Regions from separate parts of the Juglans regia genome. Here region 1 is linked to region 2. Evidence: chromatin contacts called from public Hi-C data. All regions are on one chromosome and are shown on one strand. Each heading gives the region's core, a stretch centred on a gene start, on an enhancer-like site or on the middle of the called end of the contact. The rest is flanking DNA. Distances are from core to core; before and after follow the strand shown.

Region 1 (3,629 bases), core at 180-2,679, 55 kb after region 2:
AACAAACCTTAATAAAAGTGCTTCCAACCGTTGGATGAACTGCTTCCAGAGATCTGGACCATATTTTACCATCAGGTCCAAATTTTCCAGACTGCAAAGAAACCATTATATTCCTTATAAGTACAGGGAATGTATATTTTGTACTCAAGCAGACAAAACAAATCAAACGCATACAACTGTTTGATGATCAGGATCTTGCTGCATGTTATAGTTGTAGTAAAGAAATTAATGTACATAGACTCTGGTAGGTTGGTAAGACAAAAAGGATCGTTGAATGGAGAATATCGCAGAAGAGTCACAAGGAACCAAGTAATATTAATTACTTAGATAACAAGGAAAAGCCTATTCAAACTATTTTAGCTCGGGGTAATCACAAGCAAATTCGATAACAATCTCCACAGAAGGATGGCTCAGCCACTTCAGGCAGAGGATGCTGAGCATTTGTTGAGGGCAAAGCATAATGTACCGATATACTGTAATAATTTTTTTTTTGAAGTATATACTATAATAACATTATACATATTAGTTATCGTCACGGAGTAATTTTACAGCTTATGTATTGAGAAATTCTTTATCTCACTGAAGCACAAATTACACCCAGGCAAAAGCCGGGGACAGATTGAAACAAGTACATGCTACAATATGTGTTTGCACTTCCTTGGCCACATCAACATCACACAATAACAGGAAAAAAACAATTATTCTCCTCCCAACAGCAATCAAAGTTCCACTAGAGTTGAATCTAAAATTTTCAAGAATTATGATCATTACCACAATATAACCACGCCACCTGATCATTTGGTACTGTAGCAAGCATTGAGCTCTCTGAAGTGTCTGCTTCCAAGCTGTTTAATCATTCCTTTTATTCATTGGCGGTGGTTCTAAATTATACCGTGACCTGTCGAGAGGCATTGGTGGCTTTCCAGCTCTCACACGCTCATACTCCCTAGCAATCATTGGGTGATTCTGAAATTCAAAAGTCCACAATAAGACATGCTACTTCACATTCCTCACATCACAATTTGTTCTTAAATTGGCCATTTAGATTAATCTATAATGCTGCTAGAAACAAAAATGGGTAGAATAACACATCAAACCATTAAAAAAATCAGGAAAGAAATAACAAAAGCTAAAATTCAAGCAAGAAACAATAACATGTTAAGTGCAAGGCTTGCTTTGGAAGAAACAGCACTTCTGTCTCTTTAGTACATCATCACGACTACATGTGTGTGCTACGACTTCTACAAATCATAAAAAATGGCCAGGAGATTTCCTATAATTGAAAAATAAATAAAAACATGTCCAAATTAGCCTTTCCTTCTCTTATCCTCTATATAGCTCATCCTTGGTCCTTAAACTATTGAGTACAAGCATTACATCTGAGTCCATAACTAACTGTTTACCAGAAGAGGTCGTTCCCCTCTGATCCCAGCTGAGCTCCCCAAGTCCTCCCTCTCCTGCCGCCAGTCAGGAATAGTGAGGCGAATCCTGTATGTGTGCTAAGTGCTTCCCTTTCTATTAGCTAGGTATTTGGCCATGGAGGTCTTTCCCTAACCACCGATCTGAGTACTGAAACGATTGTGTAAGAGACTCAGTGCTTCTTTCTCTATGCTATCATTTATACACATTCATTGGTGTATTTCCTTTGTAGGACTGCTCCCTGGTATTAACCGCTCTTTTTCTACAACCTCTTTTGGAAGAGAATCTTGTTTAATCTAATAGGTTGTACGTACCCCAAAATTAAAGAATGAAAACCCATAACGGTAAGTTCGTTCACTTAAGAAACAAATGAAAAATAAAAAGGAAAGCCAAATCTCCAATTTTATGTTTTTATCATATATGGCCTTGTAAACGAAGATCTCCTCCAAAGAAATCCTTGCATGGCAGAATATTCACATTAAGGATATAAACAGTCGTTTCCACAATTTTCTCAAAAGGAAAACAGGTTTAACCTACACGAACACTCTAATGAACTTCTCCAGTTTTCTAAAACTCACAATTTTAACATGAAAGCCAAGATTTCTCTCTTCACTTTCTTCAACAGCCAAAGAAGGATTTTTTTTGTCTTTTATAGTCACATTACAAACAGAAAAAACCCTGAGTTTAACTTAATATCAGGATATTGTTACAGTATGTTAGTAACTAGAACAAGAAAAGAAGAAAGAAACACTTCTGATATTCGAGGGATCAAAACCTCCAAGAAAATGAATTCTGTATAATACTTCCGATCCCTTTCTCATAGCCTTCCGTAGGTTTTTATACAAGAACTCATGTGAAAATGAGTCAGTTATTTCTGTTACAGCAAGGGTAATTTTGTAATTTCCTATTTGTAAGTAAGGCTAAAACAGACAATTCAACTATAAATGAACAAGTGCACAACAAATTATTCTAACTATACGATGCCGTATTTACTTCTGCTTCCTAAATCGATTATTCTTAACACTGTAATACATTTCTCTTCATAACATGCCAACCTTCCACTCTCAATCTCCTGCACTAAACCATCCTAACAATTCCCTCCCCTTCAAAAGACCTTGCCCACAAGGTCAGGATACTGGAATCTAAGCTGCTCCACTGGTACCCATGAAGAATCTTCTTGAGGTGCTCCTCTCCACTTCACAAGCAACTCAATGAAAGGCTGGTTGTTAACTGGTGTCATTCTTCTTTCCAGGATACATTCTGGCTCCACTCTCGCATGCCCATGAACATCAGCAAAAGGAATCGAAGGAGACACATTCCCATTAGGACCCACATGCTTCTTAAGTCTAGAAACATGAAAAACTGGATGTACCACAGCATCTGAAGGCAATTCCAGTTTATAAGCAACTTCACCAATTTTTTCCAAAACTTTAAATGGCCCACAAAATCTAGGAGCCAACTTAGGATAAGGAATGGCTGCAACACTTTTCTGTTTGTACTTCTGTAACTTCAAATAGACCATATCTCCTACCACAAATTGTCTATCAATATGCTTGTTATCATAATATTGTTTCATTCTTGACTGAGCTGCCAATAAATTTTTTTTAAGAATTCCCAAAATCTCTTCCCTTGATCTGAGTTCAGAATCCACAGCATGGTTCTGTGTTGTACCAGCCACATACTGCAACAAGGAAGGAGGTGGTCTGCCATACAAAGCTTCAAAAGGAGTTATTCCTGTGGAAGAATGTATAGAAGTATTGTACCAATATTCTGCCCAAGGCAGCCAATGAACCCACTGTTTTGGCCTCTTAAACACAAAACACCTCAAGTACTGTTATACTGCCTTGTTTACTATCTCAATTTGACCATCGGATTGAGGATGGTAAGCTAAGGTAAAGTTCAACTTCATGCCATGCAACTTAAAAATTTGGTTAATGAATAACTGAGCAACCGTAGCAGCTGTATAGGGGTGAGATAAGGGCAAGAAATGAGGATACTTAGTAAACCTATCCACCACTACAAAGATTACAGAAAAACCCTTTGATAGTGGCAAGGCCTCAATGAAATCCATGGAGATATCACTCCATGAAGAAGTTGGTATTAGCAAGGGTTGTAATAAACCTGTTGGTAGCACGTTTTCTGTTTTGCACTTCTGACATATAGAACATTCTCTAACAAGTTTCTTCACATCCTTCCTCATACCAGACCAT
Region 2 (3,956 bases), core at 250-2,749:
GCGTGGTCCTTTCCTTTAAAGGCCTTGGCATATGAGCAAAGTCAATCATTGCCTTCCACAATTATTTTTATTAATACTTCATAAATTGAGATAGGTACAGTTGAAGAAAATAAAGGGTATACAAGAAAGCATCTAATGATAGACATGTACCTCAACTCTATGCTGCAGAAAGAAAACTATAGCCTCAATATATATAAAATCAAGCCTTATCAACTCCATAAAATGTAAAAATAAAAAGATAAACAATTTTACTATCATGGAACCCAAACATGAAATTACAAATTACAACTCAATGGAGACATAATAAACACAATTTACATATAAGAAGATAGAAATAAAAACATATAAGACATTCAACACAATTATATTACCCTTGACTCTTTTTTTTTTTTTTGTACGTAAGCATTTGTGATTCAAGTACTCCCATTAAGAGTTATCACAATTTGAAGATACCTATCATATTAAATTTCAACATGTTTGTTGATTTCAATTACTCAACAGCTTTCACCATTTCAATGACCTTTTTAACTCAACTAGGAACAAAATACAGTTGAAGAGAAGCAGACACCATATAAATCAAATATTTAGTAAAAAGACGGTGAAACCTTGAACACAAATATCTGATAACAACGTAGTAAACAATACTTTAATGCCACAACCAACCTTCCTCCATCTTATCCACTTCCTCAGGTTCTTCTGCCTTTGCATCTTCAGAATTTACAACCCCATTAGTATCTTCTGCTAAGTTCCGGTAAAAACATAAACAAAATTATTCAAACAAAAAACAATAATCAACCATCTCTATTATTTTTTTAACAAATAATGTCTTCTCAATAGTACCTGCCAAGTCGAGCTGCAAAGACCGTATCTCCTCCTCGATATCTATCCTTCTTTTCTCATCCACGTCTACCAGAAGAAGTATAAACAAGTCATTTCTATGGATTTGTCAACATTCGAGAAAGAAACTGCAGTAACTCAAGCTCAATTTAACTAACTAAACCTTTTTTAATAACAAAAGAAATAAGATCTTAGTCCCCAAATTGAATTAGTTTTTTTTTTTTCTCTTTAACCAAACGGAGGATAATTGGAATCCTTATGGGAAAGGAAAAAAAAAGTAACAAACAAAAATCGGGAAAATTAGAAGGGAATTTTAAATAAACACTAGGAGAATTCAGATCAGAGCTCAAAATATCACAAAGATCTATCGAAAAATTATTTCAAAAACTGCATGCGTAAATGAAGATTGAGAATTCGGTATTAGATATAGAAATGAAACCAAAAAAACATATAGATTCTACAATAAAAAAGATAGAGACAGTTGGCGACGTACCCATGGTGAAGTAGGAGCACAGATTCTGCAAGGGAACTAGGGTTTTTGTGAAAACGAGGGGAGATAAGAGGCGTAAGCAAATACTGAAAAAGGAGGGGGGTTTGGGAAGCCTGGAAACAACTATTTGCCTACCAAGTTCAATATCTATTGTTATTCGGTAACATGTGATGTCGTTTCACGCTTCCTTTTTTATTATTTCTTTTTATAATATTCGCACAAATATTAATCAATTTTGTTGGATAGATTTCATTAAATACTGTTTGAATTGAGAAGTAATATCAATTTTTTTATATAAAATATAATAAATAATTTAATTTTTTTAAATTTTAAAATAATAATAATATTTTATTCAACTTTTATCTCAATATATCTTATCTTTAAATTCCAATAAAACCTAAATATAATTTAAAAAAATATACATTAAATACAATTTTAATATGTGGGAGTCGTATTATTTTTAAAATATAAAATAAAATCTACTATGAGTAATAGTGAGATGAGAATTTTTTATTTTAAATTAAAGTAAAAAATATTATTTTTTAATATTATTATTATTTTAAAATTTAAAAAAAATGAAATTGAGATTTGAAAAAAATGAATTATTTATTATATTTTGTGTAAGAATTTAAAAAAATTGTAATAATGAAATGAGAATTTTGTATCTTATCTCACTTGCTAAACATATCTAAATGAAGTTAATTTTTTCAAATAAAATTATATTTTCCTATTTTTTTAATAAGAATATGCAGTATTAGTATGTTTTAAGACTCTATAAATTATTTTAAAAATAAATATTTATTATATTTAGTTTGGTGAATATGAGAATAAAGATTAGATGTAAAGAAATTCAGTGATAAAATATCTTAGAACTGGTAGAGAATTCTAACAAGTAATTGATCCTTTTAGGACACATGGGGGGCTCCAATCCAATGCCCGACAAAATCGCTGATTTTCTTTTTATTTAATTATTAATAGGAAGGTCTAGTTGCTCTCTCCCTCTTCCTAGGCATATTGAAAACGACACAGTATTGAGTCGTATATTGATAGTTGATGATTCGAAGTAAATAGGTTTTGGGCCCATTGCAGCAAAACAAAACAAAAAAGTACTGAAGCACTTTGCCTAATATGCACATAGTTTTGGGCCCCCAATATAAGTTGATGTTTCAGACGAGAATTTGAGAATAGAACTCTTTCATTGGGCCTTAATTTCACGTGCTTTTTTTTCTGGTAGGTGGGAATGGAGGGGTTTGTTGGGCCTTCCTCCTTATTTTCATTAGGCTGAGCTGATCAAATGGCGTAAATATATTTTTTACCGTCCATGACTAAGAGCATCTTCAATGAATTAGTAAAAACTAAAAAACATGTTTGATGAATGTAAAAAAAATTTGACTCTTAACTATTTTATTCACATAAATTTTCACATTGAAATAATTATTTTTTCATTATATAACAATAAAATAATATAAGATGAATTTGATTTTAACTATTCACATCAAATCTCCATATTGAATTATCCATTTATTTATTATATAGTAATGAGAAACTAATAATTTTAAAAATATTTAATTTTTTTCATTATTATTTTATTTTATTTTATCATATTTTACTATTCTACCTATTATATATTAATTGATAATCATATTCTAATTAAATTAATATATCACTAACTCAAATTAATATATCAATGCATGAACCCAACCTCCCAACACATGAACCCGTGCACATGAACCCAGCCATTGTGATAGAATATGTGATAGAAATAAATGGAGAGAGAAATAATTAATAAAATATGTATTTAATGTATGTACAGTAACATTCACATTTGAAAATTCTTTTGAAAGTAACTGTAGCCAAATTCTAATTATTTGGAATTTGGCTAATCCATTATGATCACATTTTGTGTTCTAATAGCTAAATACTCAATAGATTTAACTTTTAGCTAATCCTACAATGATGTTCTAATTCATTAGGCTTCATTTTGTTTTTAACTCTTTTTTTTTTTTTTTAGAGAGAGAGCAACAAATTTTCACACTTATAGTTAAAAGATGGTTTTCATCGCAATTGGATTATGATGCTGCAACTAGGGCTATACAGAAACTGATGCAACCGACCGTCACCAACGCTAACAGACCGGTCGCGTCAGGAATCGGCCAGCGTGTGGTGGAAATTTGAAAAAATCAACGTTCAGCAATACGGTCCCAATTTGAAGTTGGACTGAACCACTGAACCGACCGATATAATAAAACTATTTTTTTTTAATATACTCTAATCAAAACGACACCGTTCCACTCGACGTCGTTTTATACCTATAAGTATTACAACAAATAATAGAAACGACACCGTTTGATATTAAACCAAATAGCGTCATTTTATTAAGAACACAAGAAAAAAAATGTCTGAAACGACGCTGTTTCAAGATGTGGTATTCTTCTTCCTCAGCCTTTTCTTCCCGATTCACTCTGCAAATCTCTCTCTCTCTCTCTCTCTCTCTCTCTCTCTCTCTCTCTCTCTCTCTCTCTCTCTCTCTCTCTCTCTCTCTCTCTCATTATTCTCTCAGTAGAATCTTACTGCTCGGGGAACCAATGCCAACCAAGAACCGCCTTGATTGGTTTCCTTCTCCCCATCG

The links. A called contact is a pair of places that touch in the nucleus more often than the background predicts.
Region 1: a contact with region 2 is called in a Hi-C map of leaf, with 4 times the contacts expected there. The contact joins the enhancer-like site here to the promoter of LOC108997765 in region 2. A contact is called at or near these places in 3 of 3 Hi-C or Micro-C datasets (all in leaf).

Annotation. Positions count from the first base shown.
Region 1 is chr15:16,178,997-16,182,625 of Walnut 2.0, forward strand. It overlaps the pseudogene LOC108997773. Among protein-coding and RNA genes, the nearest start is that of LOC108997771, 19 kb to the right of the region's middle. Within about 2 kb of position 1,430, the one cell type or tissue checked has open chromatin away from gene starts, as enhancers often do. A contact at or near this core is called in leaf, where this site is marked.
Region 2 is chr15:16,124,103-16,128,058 of Walnut 2.0, forward strand. LOC108997765 (eukaryotic peptide chain release factor GTP-binding subunit ERF3A) reads right to left here and starts at 1,500. Exons shown (of 19, transcript XM_018974146.2): 1 at 1,331-1,500; 2 at 841-906; 3 at 664-738. The coding sequence starts at 1,334.